2 separate regions of the Mus musculus genome follow, and region 2 is linked to region 1. The links are chromatin contacts, called in public ChIA-PET maps. All regions are on one chromosome and are shown on one strand. The core of a region is the stretch at or near the end of the contact, and the rest is flanking DNA. Distances in the headings are between cores, read along the strand shown. Region 1 overlaps Evi5 (ecotropic viral integration site 5). Region 2 overlaps Dipk1a (divergent protein kinase domain 1A).

Region 1 (5,174 bases), core at 938-3,437:
CTTGCTTGGTTAGAGTCACACCAAGATATATTTTATATTACTTGTGACTATTGTGAAGGGTGTTATTTCCCTAATTTCTTTCTCAGTCCATTTATCCTTTGAGTAGAGAGGAAGGCTACTAAGTTGTTTGAGTTAGCTTTATATCCAGTTACTTTGCTGAAGTTGTTTATCAGCTGTAGGAGTTCTCTTGTGGAATTTTTGGAGTCACTTAAGCATACTGACATATCATCTGCAAATAGTGATATCTTCTTCCTTTTTAATTTGTATCCCTTTGACCTCCTTTTGTTTTCTAATTGCTCTAACTAGAACTTCGAGTACTATATTGAATAGATTGGGAGAGAGTGAGCAGCCTTGTCTGGTCCCTGCTTTTTTAATAAGAAGTTGTTTTATTTGTACTGATGGCTGCTAATGAAGTTAATGATAACTCTTGAATTCTATGACCATTTTAATGTTTTAAATTAATATGTAAGTTATAAGTTGGGATTTGTTTTTACAGTAGAAAAAAACTAGTTTTCCCAATGTAGCAGCTTCTGATTAGGAAATATACCCTTAAAATAACCTACTTTTCAGTGAATCAATGTACCAAGCAGGGGCTCACACCAGCCTCAGAGCAAGCAGGCTTTTTTGTGTGTCTAAACAGTGCCCTGAACAGAGTGAACAATCATGTTTGTACACCTGTGAAAGTTACCTTGAGATCCTTAAATATCTACTGTGGATTATAAATCTTATAACATACACACACATATACACATACAATTATATTGTACCAAATGTAATTTTTTCCTCAGGTGAAAACTCATGGTTTAATAATGTCTTATATTTAAAAGCTGGTTATTCCTATTCTTTGCCTCACTTCTGCTTTTTCCCTTTGACTATTATGCCAGTTTTTCCAGACATATCGTTAAAGCAGAGAGAAGGAAGATATTTGGTTCTCATGAATTATTTGATTTATTTGTTTTTTAACAGCAGTTCAGGATCGATCGATCGATCGATCGATCGATCTATCTATCTATCTATCTATCTATCTATCTATCTATCTATCTATGTGAGGAGGGGGTTTGTTTTAGTTTAGTTTTTGTTCCAAGCTGTGCATGGCTTTTTTCTCCATTGTTCTAGAGATGATTAGAGAACTCATCTTGTGTTTTAGGTTTGTCTTTGACACTGATCCTGAGACCTTAAAATGCCAGCTCATTTTATATATTCATCCAGTTAGCGAACATTAGGACCTGATTTTGGAACCCAACATCCATGTTATAGAAAAACAAAACAAAACAGGTGTGGTTATGTACTCTGAGGGTAGAGACAGGTGTGTTTCTGTTGCGTGTTGGCCTCCAGCCAACCTCCAGGTTCAGAGCCAGATCTTCTCTCAAAGGACTAAGGTAGAGGTGATAAAGCAACACTGATGTCCTCTTCTGGCCTCTTTGCGCGTGTGGTACCCCACACCCCATACACACCCCTCCACTCTGCGACTGCCTGTGCTGTATACGAGAGGAGGAGTAGAAAACAGCCAGGGGAAGGACAGCATGGCATGTTTCAGGTAGAGAGGCATGTATGCGAGAGGATTGCTAGGGCAAGTGCTCACAGCAGAGACCAGGAGGACTACGGAAGCAGTCAGAGATCAGAGTGAGGCCCTGAGACCAGGCCAGGATGGCATGGCTCCTTGTTTTTCCTTTAGATCAAATGTGTTAGACCAGGCTGGCCTTGAACTAGGGAGACCTGCAGGCCTTTGCTCCTCCAGTACTAGGATTAAAGGCATGCACCTCCACACCTAGCAAGCAACTTAATTTTTATGTTACTTTTAAAAAATAAATAATACAGTGCTAGCTTTTTTTTGTTCCCCAAAAAATAGGAACATTTGCTGAGTATCAGTTAAAGGAGCTTTGGTTAAAAATGAACTACTGGCTCTCAGATTTACTAAAGCGCAAAGTTTTTAACTATGACTAGAGGTTTTTAAGGCAGTGAATCATGTGCTTTTCATAAACAGTATCTCACAGATGCAGTTGGACACGAGATAATCAGATTTTCTCTCCCCACAAACAGAACAGCTGGAAATGTCTACCAGTGTACGTGTCACAGACTCTGCTGTTCTGCTGCCTGTCTGATTTAAGTTGTGGTCAGTGTGAGGAACCTGTGAGGTGATAAGATAGCATTCATGAGGTCATGTGGTTTGCAAGTACCCAATCTTCACTGAGCAGCCTGCACGTCTCAAGACAAAGAGGAGTAGGATGCTGACCTAGCCAGGGGTCTGTGCTCCCTGGCCAGGGGGAGGGGTGCTACGAGTTTTAAAGTTATGTTATCAGGAGCTGCAGCGCCTGAAAATAAATGAGCACTGCAAGTCATTCATGGGCCTCCTTCACCCTCAGCTCCTCAGCCTCCAGCACTCGGTTCTAGTGTAGCATGTTTTTCTGTTTCAAGTGAAGCTGAAGGAGGTAGCCATCACTTATTTTTCTTTTCGAATGATTTTTTTTCATTCATGCATTAACTTGTTTATTTACTTTACATCCCAATCATTTATTTTTTATTGTAGAAAAAACTGCTTGTAGAAGGATTATATAATGGGTTAGGGATTTTTTTATCAGTTAGAAATTTTTTTCCAAGTACACAATTACTTATTTTTAGCCTGTCAGTATCTCTTTTTGAATCATACACAAGTTTGAGGCCAGCCTGGTCTACAGAGTGAGTTCCAGGACAGCCAGGGCTACTCAGAGAAACCCTGTCTCAAAAAACCAACTAACCAACCCAAAAAAAAAAAAAAAAAAAAAAAATATATATATATATATATACACACACACACACATACATACACACACACAAAAGCTTTCAGTTTCAGTATAAAAAGATGAATAATTCATTTATTATAAGCAAGTGAAGGATATCAGTTGGGCGGTGGTGGTTCACACTTTAACCCAGCGCTAGCTCAGGAGTCAGAGGCAGATGGAGCTCTTTGAGTGTGAGGCCAACTGGTCAACATAGTGAGTTCTAGAATAGCTAGAGCTACACAGAGAAACTCTGTCTCGACTCCCTTCCCCTAAAAAAAAATACTTCAGTAGAGTATTTGCTAAAATAATCTACAAATGGCCAATAACCACAAGAAAAAAAAGTTCAGCATCATTAACCATCAAAGAAATGCAAATCAAAACTACAGTAAGTTTCTGTTTTATACTAACCAGGAACATATAAGGATATAATTAAAATTGACAAAGATGTGGAGAAATCTGAACTCTGTACATGGTAAGTGGGAAGAGAAAATGATACAAATACTGGAAGATAATGCTTCATTTTCTCAAATTGCTAACCATACTTACCATCTTGCCTGGAAGTTCCACTTTTGTCTTTATACCCAAGAAAAATGAAATGTCTACACTGAGACATGTGCATGAATATTTATAACAATTTTTTGCAGTACCCAGAAAATAAAACCAGTCCAGATATCTGTCAGCTGATAAGTGGAGAGGTGCAGCATGTCATACAATGGAAGGGGCTAGGTAACAGAAGAATATAATACTGATGTGCACTGTAGCACAGACCAGAGTGTAAGAACTCAGTCACAGAGGGCCACACACACTCAGTGATGCCACTTACATAAGAAGCACAGAATAGGAAGATCTGTAGAGACAGCCACAGATTAGTGGTTACCTGGAGTTGAGGAGAAGGTGGCAGGCAGCCAGGGCATGGATGGCAGCTGAGAGTATGCAGTGTGTGTGTTTATTTGGGTGATGACAGTATCCTCAGATTGTGTGTGGAGATCTTTGTGCAGCTCTATGGCCATGAGAAAACCTGTTCAAACATGTGGGCTGCTGTGTCTCTGTACCCCTACCTGCTTTTTTTTCCTTTATTTTGAGACAAAGTTTCACTATGTAACCAAGGCTGGCCTCTAATTTAAATTCTCCCTCCCAAGTTCTTGGATTATAGTGTATGTGCCAGTACATCTACTGACTCAATAGCCATATTTGAAAATTGATATTATTTGCCTTTTGAAAATTCCCAGAGTTGTATGAATGGAACTTATTAAAGTGTTTAAAGGTACTTTGTACATAGATATTATTTGTACATCTTTTGAGAATGTATTCATAACTATATCAAGTATCTTGAGTGTTCTGGTACCTTGAAAAGTTCAAGACGACTGTCACTGACCTACTAAAAGAGACCATGACAATTAGCAATGAGCAGTTGTAATGTGTCAGACTCAGACTTGGATCTTGCTTTTCTGTTAACATTGTTTACCATCCCTCGTTCAGTTTTATTTGTGGCTAGTTAGGTTGTTTGTGGCTGCCTAAACAGATTAGTAGAGGACTTGCAACACTGCCAGGTGACTCCCTAGCTGTGTTAGTATGGGCAAATTTCTTGTCCCTCAGTTGCCTTGTTGGAATTAGTGGTGGAAATTGAAGTCACACCAGAAAGGCACTTCAGACAATGCCAAGGATTAATATGTCCCCGTCAAGTCAGTAGACCATAAAAGAAGTGTATGTTAAGATGATTAAGTAACTGCAATGGCATGACTTGCTGCTCTATGGTTCATGAAGCTTTTTCACTCCTTGGCGTAAACTGAGATTCTTCATAGTTTATTCCCTGCTTCTCTCCTTTTATCTCACAAGACCTAGATCCAGCCACACAAAATTCTTTTAGTTTCTCAACACGTAAAGTGCTCTCAGGCCTGTCTCTCACCATGTCACCTATACTTGAATTTCTCCTTGAACACCTGCTTATCCTTAAAGACCCGGCTCAGCCTTGTCCTTCAGCATCCTCCCTCCTGGACAGTGCCCGGCTTCTCCTGTGGACTTTTTGTGCCCTGGTGTGATACTCCAACATCAGATGCAGTCTCTTCTGCCTGACACAAGGTCTCTGATGGCAGGAGCCTTGCTTGTTTTGTTCTCCTTCAGTTTGCCAGCATCTGGTGCACTGTTTGTGGGTACACATTGGCTTGATCTGATTGATAAAAGCCCATCATATAGCTCCAGCAATTCCTGTTAACATAATTCAGTCCAGTCAGAAGAGAAAGACTTCATGAGGTCATCTTGCTAACAGTCTGAGGGTTTTTTTAATGCTTCATCTAAAGGTTAAATCAAATGAAATATTCATAGTGCTTTGATCTAGCCTTAAAAGTGCAGACTGAAACAAGTGTGAAGTGATTTATTTCCTGTGAGTGGTCATACATTTACATAGAACCTCATACA
Region 2 (5,174 bases), core at 1,627-4,126, 210 kb before region 1:
ACCTGAAGAGGACTTCAGATCTCATTACAGATGGTTGTGAGCCACCATGTGGTTGCTGGGATTTGAACTCAGGACCTTTGGAAGAGCAGTCAGTGCTCTTACCCACTGAGCCATCTCTCCAGCCCAGGCTTTGAGTTTTCAAAAGCCCATGCCATTCCAGTTGAGCTGGCTCTCTGTTTGCCTCCTTCTTGTGGATTAGATGTACGTTTTCAGCTACTGCTCAAGTGCCATGCCTGCCTGCTGCTGTTCTCCCTACCATGACAGTGATGGATTCATTCTCTGAAACTGTAAGCCCTCAATTAAAAATATTTCATAAGTTGCCTTTGTCTCTTCACAGTGATAGGAAAGTAACCAAGACAAAGACTAAAATACTGCTCTATTGGAACCTGTGTAAGATCTCTTGACTTTCTTATGCAAAAGTGGGAAGATAGTGACTGCACAGGGGAAGGGAAGAAGAGCCTAAACCAGCATCACAGACACAATAGAAAAGTACACAGCGAGGAACACGGCAGCAAGCAGCCAAGCCTGGCCCTGGAACAGGAGCTGAGAGCTTACTTCTGATCCACAGGCATGCGGGGAAGGCAAAGACAGATAGACAGATAGGCACACAGACACACAAACAGAGACAGACAAGCACACAGAGAGACAGAGAAACAGACAGACATAGACATGTTGAGAATGGATCTGGTGTGGGTTTTTGAAAACTCCACCACAGTGACACATTTAGTCCAACAAAAATCATACTTCCTAGTTCTTCCCAAACAGTCCACCAACTAGAAACCAAAAATTTAAATATATGACCCTACAGGGGCCATTCTTATTCAAACCATCACAGCCTTAAAAGTTCTAACATGCTGTGTGTGTGTGTGTGTGTGTGTGTGTGTGTGTGTGTGTGTGTGTGTGTGTGTGTGGTACATACCTTTAGTCCCAACATTTTGGAGGCAGAGGCAGGCAGGTAGATCTCTGAGTTCAAAGTCACCTAGTCTACAGAGTGAGTTCCAGGACCACTAGGGCTATACAGAAACTGTCTGGTGAATGTTGGGGGAGCTCTGTGTATTATGTTTCCCTCTATTTAAACAATGAGATTTCAGTTGGCCACAATGCCACATACCTATAGTCCCAGCACTCAGGAGGTTGCACTGTGTGAACACAGCTAAACTTACTCATCCTACTGTTAATAAGGGTGGGTTGTTTTCAGTTTTAAGCTGTTGAAGTTGCAAATATTCTTGGTTCTTGTCTTTTGATAAATATATATGAACGTGTGTGTTGAAATGGTTTAGCTAGGTCATAGAATAAATGTGTATGCTTTGGTTTTAAAGACAGGAATTATAGTGTGGCTGGCCTTGAACTGCTCTGTAGGCAAAGATGCCCTCGAATATTACCTAAGTCTTTTTCCAGTGCTGGGATTACAGGCAGGCACTGCTGTGTTAAGAGAATTTATTAGCATTTATGAACCTCTTGTCTACACTTTCAAGTCACCAAGACACAGGTATCCTGAGATCCACAAACCTATTCATGGTTTCTGCTGAAGAGCTGGCCTTAGAGAGCACACGCTGCACAGGGAGCTTTCTCCTCAACCTTCAGTAGCCTGATAGCAGGGCCAGTCGGTGATGGGGAGGGTAGCGCAGGCCGGTTTATTGTTGTTTGTTTTGTTTGTCAAATTTGCCCATGTCTGTTGACTGACCCGTGTCCAGTTTTTCAAAATTGACAGTTGATGAAAGCTCTGGTCCTCATACCAGCTTTCCAAAGTAACCTGAATAAAGTAACTTAAAAATTTCGCTGAGGTGATCCACGCCACAGCATTACCCGATCCTCCTGAGTGCTTCTGGTACTTGTCAGTGGGAGTGGATTTGGCTCCTGTGGAAGTGAAATTTCTGGGTCTTCTTCAGTGTGGAAGGCATGCCAATGGCTGAGATAAAAGAACAGTCTTGGGGAAAGAGAAATGACTCAGCAGCTAAGAGCATTTGCTGCTCAATCCTGAGGATCAGTGTCCAGATCTTGTATGAGGGGGTTCACAAAGCCCATGATGCTGGTTCCAGATGGTCCAGCTCTTTCCTGGACTCCACAGATATGTGTACACACACACACACACACACACATTAGTGCATGCACATTAATAATAAAACTAAACATTTTTAAGTGGTGAGGACATTTAAAATTCTACTTTCACCAGTTTTTTGTTTTTGTTTTTCAAAACAGGGTTTCTTGTGTAGCCCTGGCTGTCCTGGAACTCACTCTGTAGACCAGGCTGGCCTCAAACTCAGAAATCCGCCTGCCTCTGCCTCCCAAGTGCTGGAATTAAAGGCATGTGCCACCACTGCCCAGCTCTTTCACGAGTTTTTTACTTTTTTTTTTTTTTTTTTTTTTTTTTTGAGACAGGGTTTCTCTGTATAGCTCTAGCTGCTTTCACCAGTTTTTAAGTGTACAACACATTGTGGATTTTAATGTATATTTGTTTTGAGACAGGATTTTATTATAATCCTCAAACTGGCAGTCCTCTGCCCTAGCCTCCTGAGTTCTGTGATTATAGGCAGTCACTGTTATTAACTATGCATGTTATACATGTATACATTTATACAATGTTATACAATAGATCTCTCCTACTTACTCCTCTCAGCCAACTCAAATCTTGTATTCTTTGACCTATCTAGATGAAACTGTATCCTCTGAGGGACAGTTTCCCCTTGTGTTGTCTTAATAAATACTTAAAATCAGTTCTCCAAAAGATTCTGCTATGTTTTGTTTTCTCAAACTCAGAGACTTCCTTGCTAATGTGGGTCGGGGAAAAAAAGACCTCAGTAAAGATGGAGACACAAAAACATGAAGTGTGACCAATCCAGATGCTGTGCAGAGTATAGACACATGCTGAATTTTGCCTGAGGAAGAAACTGGGCATCAGACACAGGACTCCCCAGGCTTCATAAATGCCACAAACAACAAACAGTGCTGTAGTCCACTTGTGTTGCTTTAACAGAACACCAAGACTGAAGTATATTTTTAATTACTGGATCTATTATTACTTACTGAAATGTTTGGTTTTTTTGTTTTTTTTAAATAGCTCTGTAGTTATGGGAAGTTCAGAATCAAGGAACCTCACGTTCACTGGTGAGGCTTGGTTCCATTGCTGTTGCCACTTCCTGTAGGCAACACAACGTCGGGTCTATTAGAGAATCAATCTTGTTGTGTCTGCCTGCCTGCCTGCTTGACTGTCTGTCTGTCTATCTGTCTCTCATGGATCTCATGTAGCTCTCAGGCTGACCTCCAGAATGCTGTGTAACTGAGGATATAATTGGGGTTAGGGAGATAGCTCAGACAGTAAAATGCTTGCTTTGCAAGCCTGAAGACCCTTATTTGATTCCCGGGACCCATGTAAAAAGGCATAGTGATACACACTTGTTTTTCCAGTTCTGGAGAGGTAGAGACAGGTAGATTTCTGAGTCTCCCTCGCCAACCAACATAGTCTAGTTAGCAAATTCCAGGTCAAACAAGATAGCCTGTCTCAGATAAAGCAAGGGGGATGGCACCTGAGGAATAGCATTCAGGTTGACTTTTGGCTTCACCTTACACACCCTCCCTGAAAACATACACAATTTAAAAAATATTTTTATATATGTATATTTTTAATTTTTAATCAACCTTATATGTGTATGTGTATGCATGCAGGCATGGATGCCTAAGGAAGCCAGGTCCCTTCCCCCTGAGCGTGAGTTACAGGTTGTTGTGAGCTATCTGACATGAACTGCCAGAGATTTTGAAAGTAACAGGAATTCCGTAGCAATTGCTGAGTCATTCATGTCTAGAATAAGTTTCAGTCCTGGCCCCAAGAGAGGTCTAAAGACATCTTGAGCCTCTTTTTCTTTCCTGACTTGCTGTTTGGTCTCCACCAAGACAGGCACGTGGGAGTTTCCTTTCCACACACTGAAAGTCCCTTGAGTTAAATAGAAATTCAGTTTACAATCCTCTGTCAAGTAACACTAACAATTATTTCTGCTAAGTGACCAGTTAACTTGCTGAAAGGAATCTGGAGTGGTCTACTTGCCTTCATCACTCAGCTTCAACAGACAGACCCAAAGGAACAAAGATCCCCAAAATATGGTTTATTCTGAGAAAAGGATATAAAGAAAAATAAATAAAATAAATAAATAAAGGATATAAAGAAAAATAAATAAAATAAAATAAAATAAATGTTTATTAAAAAAACACTGTAGGTCTGACAAGTGAGCTGGAACTTACTGTCAGTTCTGGCCTGTATTTTGGCTCACAGGGCAGGATAATCACATTTACTGTTACATTCCCATTACTGGTATACCACACAATCTCACATGACAGTTGTAGAAAGAGCTTAAAGCCTGGCAGTGGTGGCGCACGCCTTTAATCCCAGCACTCGGGAGGCAGAGGCAGGTGGATTTCTGAGTTCGAGGCCAGCCTGGTCTACAAAGTGAGTTCCAGGACAGCCAGGGCTACAGAGAAACCCTGTCTCGAAAAACCAAAGGAAAAAAAAAAGGCCCTTTGGAGTAACTCTTATCTGTGTTGTCAGGAAATCAGCAGTTCAGTTCACAGGACTCAGCAGCCCAGCTGCAGCTTGATCACAGGCACTTTATGGCTATATTAGCAGTCCAGTTCGGTGGGGCTGGGGTAGCAGCAGTGGCATTACCTAGCAGAGACAGCCAGGCCTCAGCCTAGGCACAAGTCAGCAGGAGGGATGAGGAGGGAGGCCTGGAGAGAAGTTCTCGGCTGTGCCTTTCTCAGTGAAGCAAAGATCAGCGCGTTGCATAGCTGGCTCTATACCAGCTCTATAAGCTCTATAAGCTGGCTCTATAAGCAAGCCTCCCCCAGCCTCTGGGTTCTGCCAGTCTCTTAGTGAGTGATCTCTTGGGTTAGCCCTTGTGAAGCTGATTTGCCTTTTTTTTTTTGAAGTCAGTAACTGAGGCAGTCTGTGATCCCTTTGGCCTATTTGCTTTGTGAAGACATCCACGTCTCAGCAAATAAGAGGTTTTCCTAACCAGATCTAATCTTTATGTTTTGTTGGTAACCATATTATTTTCATTTCCTGTAGCTATATAAGCATAACTACATCCCCATCTTAAAACTATTGCAAATTTCCATTCTAATGTCAACACATCCTTATAGTATATTGGTTTGCCTAGGTCCTCAGTTTTGGTTTTTTTGTTTGT

Evidence for each region. ChIA-PET counts read pairs in DNA pulled down with a chosen protein or histone mark.
Region 2: a contact with region 1 is called in an RNA polymerase II ChIA-PET map of effector CD8 T cells, with 6 read pairs. The contact joins two enhancer-like sites. A contact is called at or near these places in 3 of 115 datasets of contacts at active chromatin or transcription factors (CD8 T cells, effector CD8 T cells and regulatory T cells).

What each region holds. Positions count from the first base shown.
Region 1 is chr5:107,756,279-107,761,452 of GRCm38.p6, reverse strand. All of the region lies in intron 19 of Evi5 (ecotropic viral integration site 5), which reads left to right. Among named protein-coding and RNA genes, the nearest start is that of Gm42147, 18 kb to the right of the region's middle. RefSeq lists an enhancer at 1,944-2,393. Within about 2 kb of position 2,187, at least 64 of the 459 cell types and tissues checked have an H3K27ac peak or open chromatin away from gene starts, as enhancers often do. A contact at or near this core is called in CD8 T cells and effector CD8 T cells, where this site is marked.
Region 2 is chr5:107,964,998-107,970,171 of GRCm38.p6, reverse strand. All of the region lies in intron 1 of Dipk1a (divergent protein kinase domain 1A), which reads left to right. Among named protein-coding and RNA genes, the nearest start is that of Dipk1a, 19 kb to the left of the region's middle. Within about 2 kb of position 2,876, at least 96 of the 459 cell types and tissues checked have an H3K27ac peak or open chromatin away from gene starts, as enhancers often do. A contact at or near this core is called in CD8 T cells and effector CD8 T cells, where this site is marked.